2 separate regions of the Ostrinia nubilalis genome follow, and region 1 is linked to region 2. Evidence: chromatin contacts called from public Hi-C data. All regions are on one chromosome and are shown on one strand. The core of a region is the stretch at or near the end of the contact, and the rest is flanking DNA. Distances in the headings are between cores, read along the strand shown.

Region 1 (3,523 bases), core at 535-3,034, 220 kb before region 2:
TTGACTTTATTTATAAAAGACATGCTGTAAAAATAGCACCTTCAGTATTCTAATTTTGCTTGTAAAGTTAAATTATTACTTTTTGTAATATAATAATTTATTTTTAAAGATGACTAATAAATAATAGTAAATATTGGTGCTATTCTCTGTAAGTACTTATTTTTTTAAGTAAAATAAGATGCAATATTAAGACAGTCTAAAATATGTACTTTTTAAACAGAGGCTTTTATGATAAACGCTTTGAAGTGTTTTTGTGGAACGTGCATAGATAAGCACTAAAATAAATTTTTATCTTATGTATTTGTGTATTTAATGTTTACCTGCTTATGTAAGTTGAAAATCTTAAAATCTACGAATCTTTATCTGTTAACGAATAGGTGATAAAAATGAAACAAATAACATTTTGATTTTGTGTTTATTGTCTTATACTAGTCATTTACTTGACTTCACGTAACCTCCTCACAGCGGACCTGCATGATGACGCAGCTGTGGTTGAGAACACCCAGGCGCCACCGGCTACTGTCCTTTTGCAGCGCTTGCATGACCAGATGCCAACGCAAGAACGCTTCATGGCATCCTGAAATGAAATTTACAGTTAGTAATCTTATATTGACAATAACAAACACATTTTTAAACACAGGAATTTAATTGTTTTTTTTTTTTATGTGACAGGAGGCAAACGATTTAATTGGTTTATCAATATCTTAACCACCCTGTTCATAAACAGGAAAATGCACTGAATGCATTATAAATTACCTAATTATTGAAAACAAAATAATTATAAAATTAGTGATGTTGTCTCTGTGTACCAAATGTTAATTTGATCATAAAGAAGAGAAAAAACATTTGAGGTTATAACCAGTGTTATAATAGCCATAATCCAGTTAGTTTTCTTGAGTAGATGAAGGTATTTACCAAAAACATGTTAATTGTAATGACTTATTACATTAGAAAGATGATATGATTTGTATTTATTGGAACCAGATTAATAAATTAATTACAGTAAACATTATTGTGCAATAATTAGAAAGACTAGTAAAGTTAAATACTATTTTAGAGTACATTAGGCTACATAATGGTGTTTATTTATGAAGATTGGTAAGTGGGTAAAATATTTGGGGAAGAAAACTTAGCCATCGTGTAGCAAGCGTAAAAGGTGCAGGTAGTAATTTATAAAATAAAAAAATATCACTTTTGTTTAAACTAACCTCAAAATGTAAACAAAGACAATTCCACGAAATTGTACACAAAAATTACGGTTCTAAGAGGGGAATTGGGAAAGCTAACACAAAATGTAATGTTTAATAGAGTTGTAAACGGAATAAGACGATAATTATGTACACTAACCTTTCCACAGAAGGAGCAAGTGTATTTGGCGTGTTGGGTCACTTCCATCTTCTTGACCATTTTACGCAGGGAAGCACCGTAACGGGTTCCATATTTGCCAGTGATTCCGACCTTCTTTGTACGCTTGGCCTGTAATAATTCACAACATTGAGTGTAAAACACTTGCACTTCATTTCGAAAACTTGTCACCAAATTGCAAAATTTCGTGACTTATTACGAAAATATTAACCACGTAGAAATATTTTAACTATGCACATTTAAATAAACACTATTATTTTTATAATTTACAAGTGATTGGTGCAATTTTTATGAATTTAATTCTCACCATTTTTGCTAAACCTGCCTAACACTTGACAGACAACAGAAAGAAAGAGCGGCTTTGACGTTGTCAAAAACGTCAATAGTGAAACTGACAGCTACAGCTAAACTGAGACCTTGTGGCCCACGGATTTTTAAGAAAATTAAAAAGAAATTATAATCCGTAAATGACTGTTACACGTAATATGACATAAAACTCACACAAGTGTTTTACATTATGTTCAGCCCCCCTAGACAAAACGCACTTTTTGATCGAATCGAATCCGTCAAAACTCCGTACAAAAAAGGGGCTTTTCGACCACTTTTCGACTGGTTTGCGAATATAATTTGCACTTTGTCTAGACCCACTGTTAGGTTCTGATAGTTTTCATGTGACGTTAAAATAACGTTAAACAAACATCAACGAAATATTTTTTCAAAAATCCGCAGGCCTCAAAACTTGGGCCAACAATTTTTTTCTTTCGATTATGTGTAGAGATTTTTTAACGAAAAATTTTTGGATTAGATTGAATTTCCATTATATTTGTATGTTTAATGTGAAATTAATTATGTATTTCATCCATCAGTGAAGAATCATTGATGAACTTACAGTAAAAAAATGTTCTATGAATTAGTCACAAAACCGATTTTTATTTTTGTTACGACCCTACCGTAAAATCCGTAAAAAAAATCAATGATTGACATTTGATGTCATTTTCGACGTTTCGTTGACGATTTTGATTTTATTCAACGACCTACAAGTTGGAGAAGGTCGATCTCACGGATAATAAACCGTCCTGATCACCTGGACGGCTTAGATTTAGTGCAATTCTAAACAGAAAAATGTTGCGAACGATTGTTTTACGAAACCAGGCGCTGAGCAGTGGCTTAAAAAAGGCTGTACGATCCAATGTGACGAGATGTATGAGTACAGAGTTAGCCAGAAGGAAACATTCTAACAAGTAAGTGCCCTTTAGATACTGGTTACAGTCATCCAAAACACTATTTATAAATATTTACTACGTGGGTAAGTCATCATTATTGAAACACAGGTTAAACTAGATATTTTTCCCGTACCAAGTTTGCGGTGTCAGTTGCATAACCAAAACGTCAATGTTCTTCACCTTGTAATTGACATTTAGCGGAAGCAAGAATGCCGGCAATTCCACGTGAACATATCATCAAATGAGATTACTATACCTAAACAAACAACTAGAACAGAAATAGATTCTTATAACGTACTAACAATATAAATGCTTGTAGTCTTATACTTGTCTGTTACATTCAGGTTATTGACTCCATCACAGTCAAACAAAGTCATAGACCAGCAATGGACGCTGCAGCTAAGACAGTACTCGAGCTTGCCGTCACACACAAAAGTCAACCTGCCTGCCCTTTCACCCACCATGGAGAATGGTTCCATTGTCAGCTGGGAAAAGAAGGAGGGTGACAAACTCAGTGAAGGTATGCACAGATTATGATTTAATTTGCCCTACCACAAGGCAAAAGCAAGCACACATAGTGCCTTGTAACAGGATTATTGTTATGTTATTTATCTAATCAAAAGTATTGTGCTGTCTGTCTCAAAAAGATAAATGTGTGATAAACTTGCTATTTATAAGTGCAAATATTAGATGAGAAACAATTAGCATTTATTCTAATTCACATGTTTTACTTCTGCCCAAAGATTTGCTTTTGTGAAAAATATATATCCTTATGTGTAAATGAAGGTCATCTGATAAAGTCACATTCAGCACTGATGTATCAATCATGATAGTGATAGTGATATTTATGATGATTATGTAAATGTTATTGGATACTAAATGCAGGGCTAGACTGCTTGATATCCTTCAAAGAACCAGTGATGTAGAAAATGTTT
Region 2 (3,404 bases), core at 27-2,526:
ATGTACTTTTCAGATTAAGTAAACCCACTTACCACTGTCATTCTCACTTGGATTTGAAGGAGGTGCGGGATTTATTACTGAATCCTCTTCAGACTCATCTATAGTTTTTATGTGGATGGCTTGACTTTGGCAATCGTCAAGATTCAAATGTTCTATAAGATGGGCCAACGATGACCACCTATTCTCGCAAATAGGACAAGTTAGATTAGATAATATATTCGCCAAATGCTCTACAAGTGACAATTTTGAATCAAAAGTCTGATTGCAGCAGAGTGGGCATTTCAAACTCATGTCTCCCATTTTGTTGAGAAGTTATTGCATACATTTACTTCATTTCAATCATACTCTTAGGGCTCACAAGTGAGCACTTGGGTGTCGTAATGCACCTAAAGAAATTTGTAAACAAAATAACTTTCATTGCATGTCCAAGGTGCTACATTCAGTTCGCATCTAAATTCTCAACACAAAATCATTTTATAACTCAGGAACTTCACACTAATTTGTTAATAACGTGAAGAAAGCACCGAATTCACGTCTTGCAAAAACCAAAGAGAAATTACGCTGTCATATAAATGACAGTAGATGTCAGACTAAACCAAAGAGTAAGGAAAGACTGACAAATTAGGGATAGGGAAGCCATCACGTCATTTTATATATCCGGTTTTATGTCTAAACTCAAAATAAATTAATGAACCAATAGATCTAGAAAAGAATCTAGAATCTTAACTCTTCTTTTAATTTCAATAAAAAGTAATTTATGCAATGCATTTGCATTATGTTTTATCCATTAGATACCTTCCCAAACAAGAACCAAATAAATGTAATAGGTCGTCTCCTAATCCATTTTCTACTCGAAGTTTATAAAAAACGATACGAGTCAGAAAACCGGTATGGATGTTCACGCCTATAGTTTTTCTGGGTTACCAGCATTCATAGTATTCCCTCCTGACTTTTGTGTTAATCACTTAAAATTTAGGTATGTTTTAAATATTATGTGAAAGTCTCAATATGAATTTTTGTTTTGTCTTAAAATCGTTATAAATACAGTGAATATTATAAAAACTACATTTAGAATTTTAACATGCCCACAGTAGTGTTTTCTCATATTACTTACCTTCGTTCTTTCTAAGACTAACGAACTCTATTAGATTGGATAAATTGCTTGCTGAACAAGTTAATACAGCGAGCGTTATCAATCACAAGTTGTAAAATAACTAAGATAGGGAAAGACAAAGAATATTTAAACTCGGGAAAAATGAGTCTAGGGTCGAGCATCCCTAAGGCCGCCATATTGTTCTTACTTGTCAGATTTCGTTTATCGTTGTCGTGGTATTTTAGTTCGATTTTTGGTAAAACTGCATAATTAATTAAGACCCAACGTAAAATAGTGCATTCCTGCTAAGTAAATACATTTAATTGCGTGCAGAATGGATAAGGAATTTGATTGATAAATAAATTGGGCGTAACTGTGACGCATGACATGACAGTACGTATGCATCTTTGAAGTGTTTACGCGGGCAAATTTGATTGTATCAAGATGTTGGGAAAGAGGATGCATCACAACAGCAAAGGCAGGCTGGCGAGCAAGGGTCACGATGGCGGGAAGCCTTCGAGCCCGGGAATTTCGCCTTACAATAAGCCTGCAAAAATACCAGGATCTGTTTCTGCTGGTAAAATCAAGGTTGAAACTTGTCCAATACCGTATACTAAAATTCAAGATAATGCCGTGCATCTTCCAAGGTTTACGGCGATCGCTGCGCGCTCCTCGGACGAGCCGATCGGGATGGACGAGCTGGATGCCCTGCAGCTGGAGCTGGAGTCCCTGCTGTGCAACACTGCCTTACGAATACGCTATTTTCAATCGGAAATCGACAGCATTGATACCAACGAATCTAAGAGAGAAAAGAAGGGTAAAGCTGCTGGAAAACAATTACAGTACCCTGTCAAAAGAAAATTCATGGAAGACAACAAATTAGTGAAGACCAAAGATTACACAAAATTATCCAACCAACCAAAAGTACCTAAGTTTAAAAACTTCTCAAATACCTCCGGAGCTTCACACAGCTATCCAAATGATCCATTAAATTCTGACAATTCTGTGAAGTTGGAAATGTCACAGTTTGCATTGCCAAAGAATAACATTCCATACAAATTCTGGAATTCTGTAGAACCTTATTGTGCTCCAATCACACTGGATGATATAAAATTTTTGGAATCCTTATTGGCACAGAGCAGTAACACAACCCTCCCACCTATACCTCCATTAGGGAGACATTACTCGGAGGTGTGGGCTGATGAACATCTGACCGAGGACCAAAATGCCTCAAGCCTCAACAGACATAAATCTGGGATGTCTCCTGATGCATCGAGCATTCGTAAAAAGTTGGACAATAAATCAAATGAAAACATGATTACAGGTCCACTGACTCAGAGACTTGTCTCAGCACTGATGGAAGAAAATGTGATGCCTTATGAAGTACCTGACATAAATGTTAAACAAATCCCTAACACTAAGAATAGTTACAAGAACTCACTAACATTAGAGAAATGTTTGAGGAAGGAATTGGTGGAGCAAGGGATTTTAGACCCAGAAGACTTGCCACCTCTTACAAACCCTGCAGATGATGAAATTCTAGCAGAAATAAAGAAGTGCCAGACTGAATTGACTGCAGTTAGAAAAGATAACTGCCGCAATCTTAAAAACCTCATTGGACTGTGTAAGCAAGAGATGATTAGACTCAACTTGAAGAAACAGCTAGATCAAGTTGATATGGAATGTATTGATATTTACAAAAAGATGGTAGCAGCTAAGCAGAAAAAGAGACCAATTACTAAGAAAGAGAAGGAAGATGCTTGGAGAGCAATTAATGAACAAATCAGGCTAAACAAGGAGATAAATGCTTTGCCATTGACGGGCCCTAATACAAGCTAAGAATATAAACACAATTGTAAAATACTTTAAAATTTTATCTTTTAATAGGAAATCATCTACAAATATTGTAACAATAACAATGTTACTTCATGTACTTTTTTTGTTATTATTGGCTACATTATTTATCTAAGGTCAAAATTATATTAGAATGGCTGTAATATTCTATTCTACAATAATTTGTAAACTGCTGTACAAGTGGTAATCTATCACTAAATGCATACCTAGTTATAATAAATGTAATTATGATTACAAATACCGACTTTTATTACCTACTTCCTCTATGCCTAATACCTATCTGATGAAAGTTGACCAATTTATATGTCAAGCATTCTGCTTGCTTGCACTAAGAGTATGCATCACCTGATCTGCTGACCCTAATGAACGGTTTCAGAGTAATGTAACAGATAGAGCAAAAAGAAATAGATCACAGTACCATTTAGGAGGTCTTATCGCTATAAAGCGATTTCTTCCA

The links. A called contact is a pair of places that touch in the nucleus more often than the background predicts.
Region 1: a contact with region 2 is called in a Hi-C map of whole body, with 10 times the contacts expected there. The contact joins the promoter of LOC135078930 here to the promoter of LOC135078494 in region 2. A contact is called at or near these places in 3 of 5 Hi-C or Micro-C datasets (whole body and whole larva).

What each region holds. Positions count from the first base shown.
Region 1 is chr15:9,934,688-9,938,210 of ilOstNubi1.1, reverse strand. LOC135078930 (large ribosomal subunit protein eL43) reads right to left here and starts at 1,784. Exons shown (of 3, transcript XM_063973530.1): 1 at 1,673-1,784; 2 at 1,348-1,476; 3 at 402-577. The coding sequence starts at 1,675. The coding sequence ends at 437. It overlaps LOC135078910 (dihydrolipoyllysine-residue acetyltransferase component of pyruvate dehydrogenase complex), which reads left to right and starts at 2,360. Exons shown (of 10, transcript XM_063973485.1): 1 at 2,360-2,606; 2 at 2,933-3,108. The coding sequence starts at 2,488.
Region 2 is chr15:9,711,789-9,715,192 of ilOstNubi1.1, reverse strand. LOC135078494 (transcriptional adapter 3-A) reads left to right here and starts at 1,276. Exons shown (of 1, transcript XM_063973037.1): 1 at 1,276-3,185. The coding sequence starts at 1,538. The coding sequence ends at 2,932. It overlaps LOC135078920 (zinc finger protein 595-like), which reads right to left and starts at 563. Exons shown (of 15, transcript XM_063973516.1): 1 at 33-563. The coding sequence starts at 300.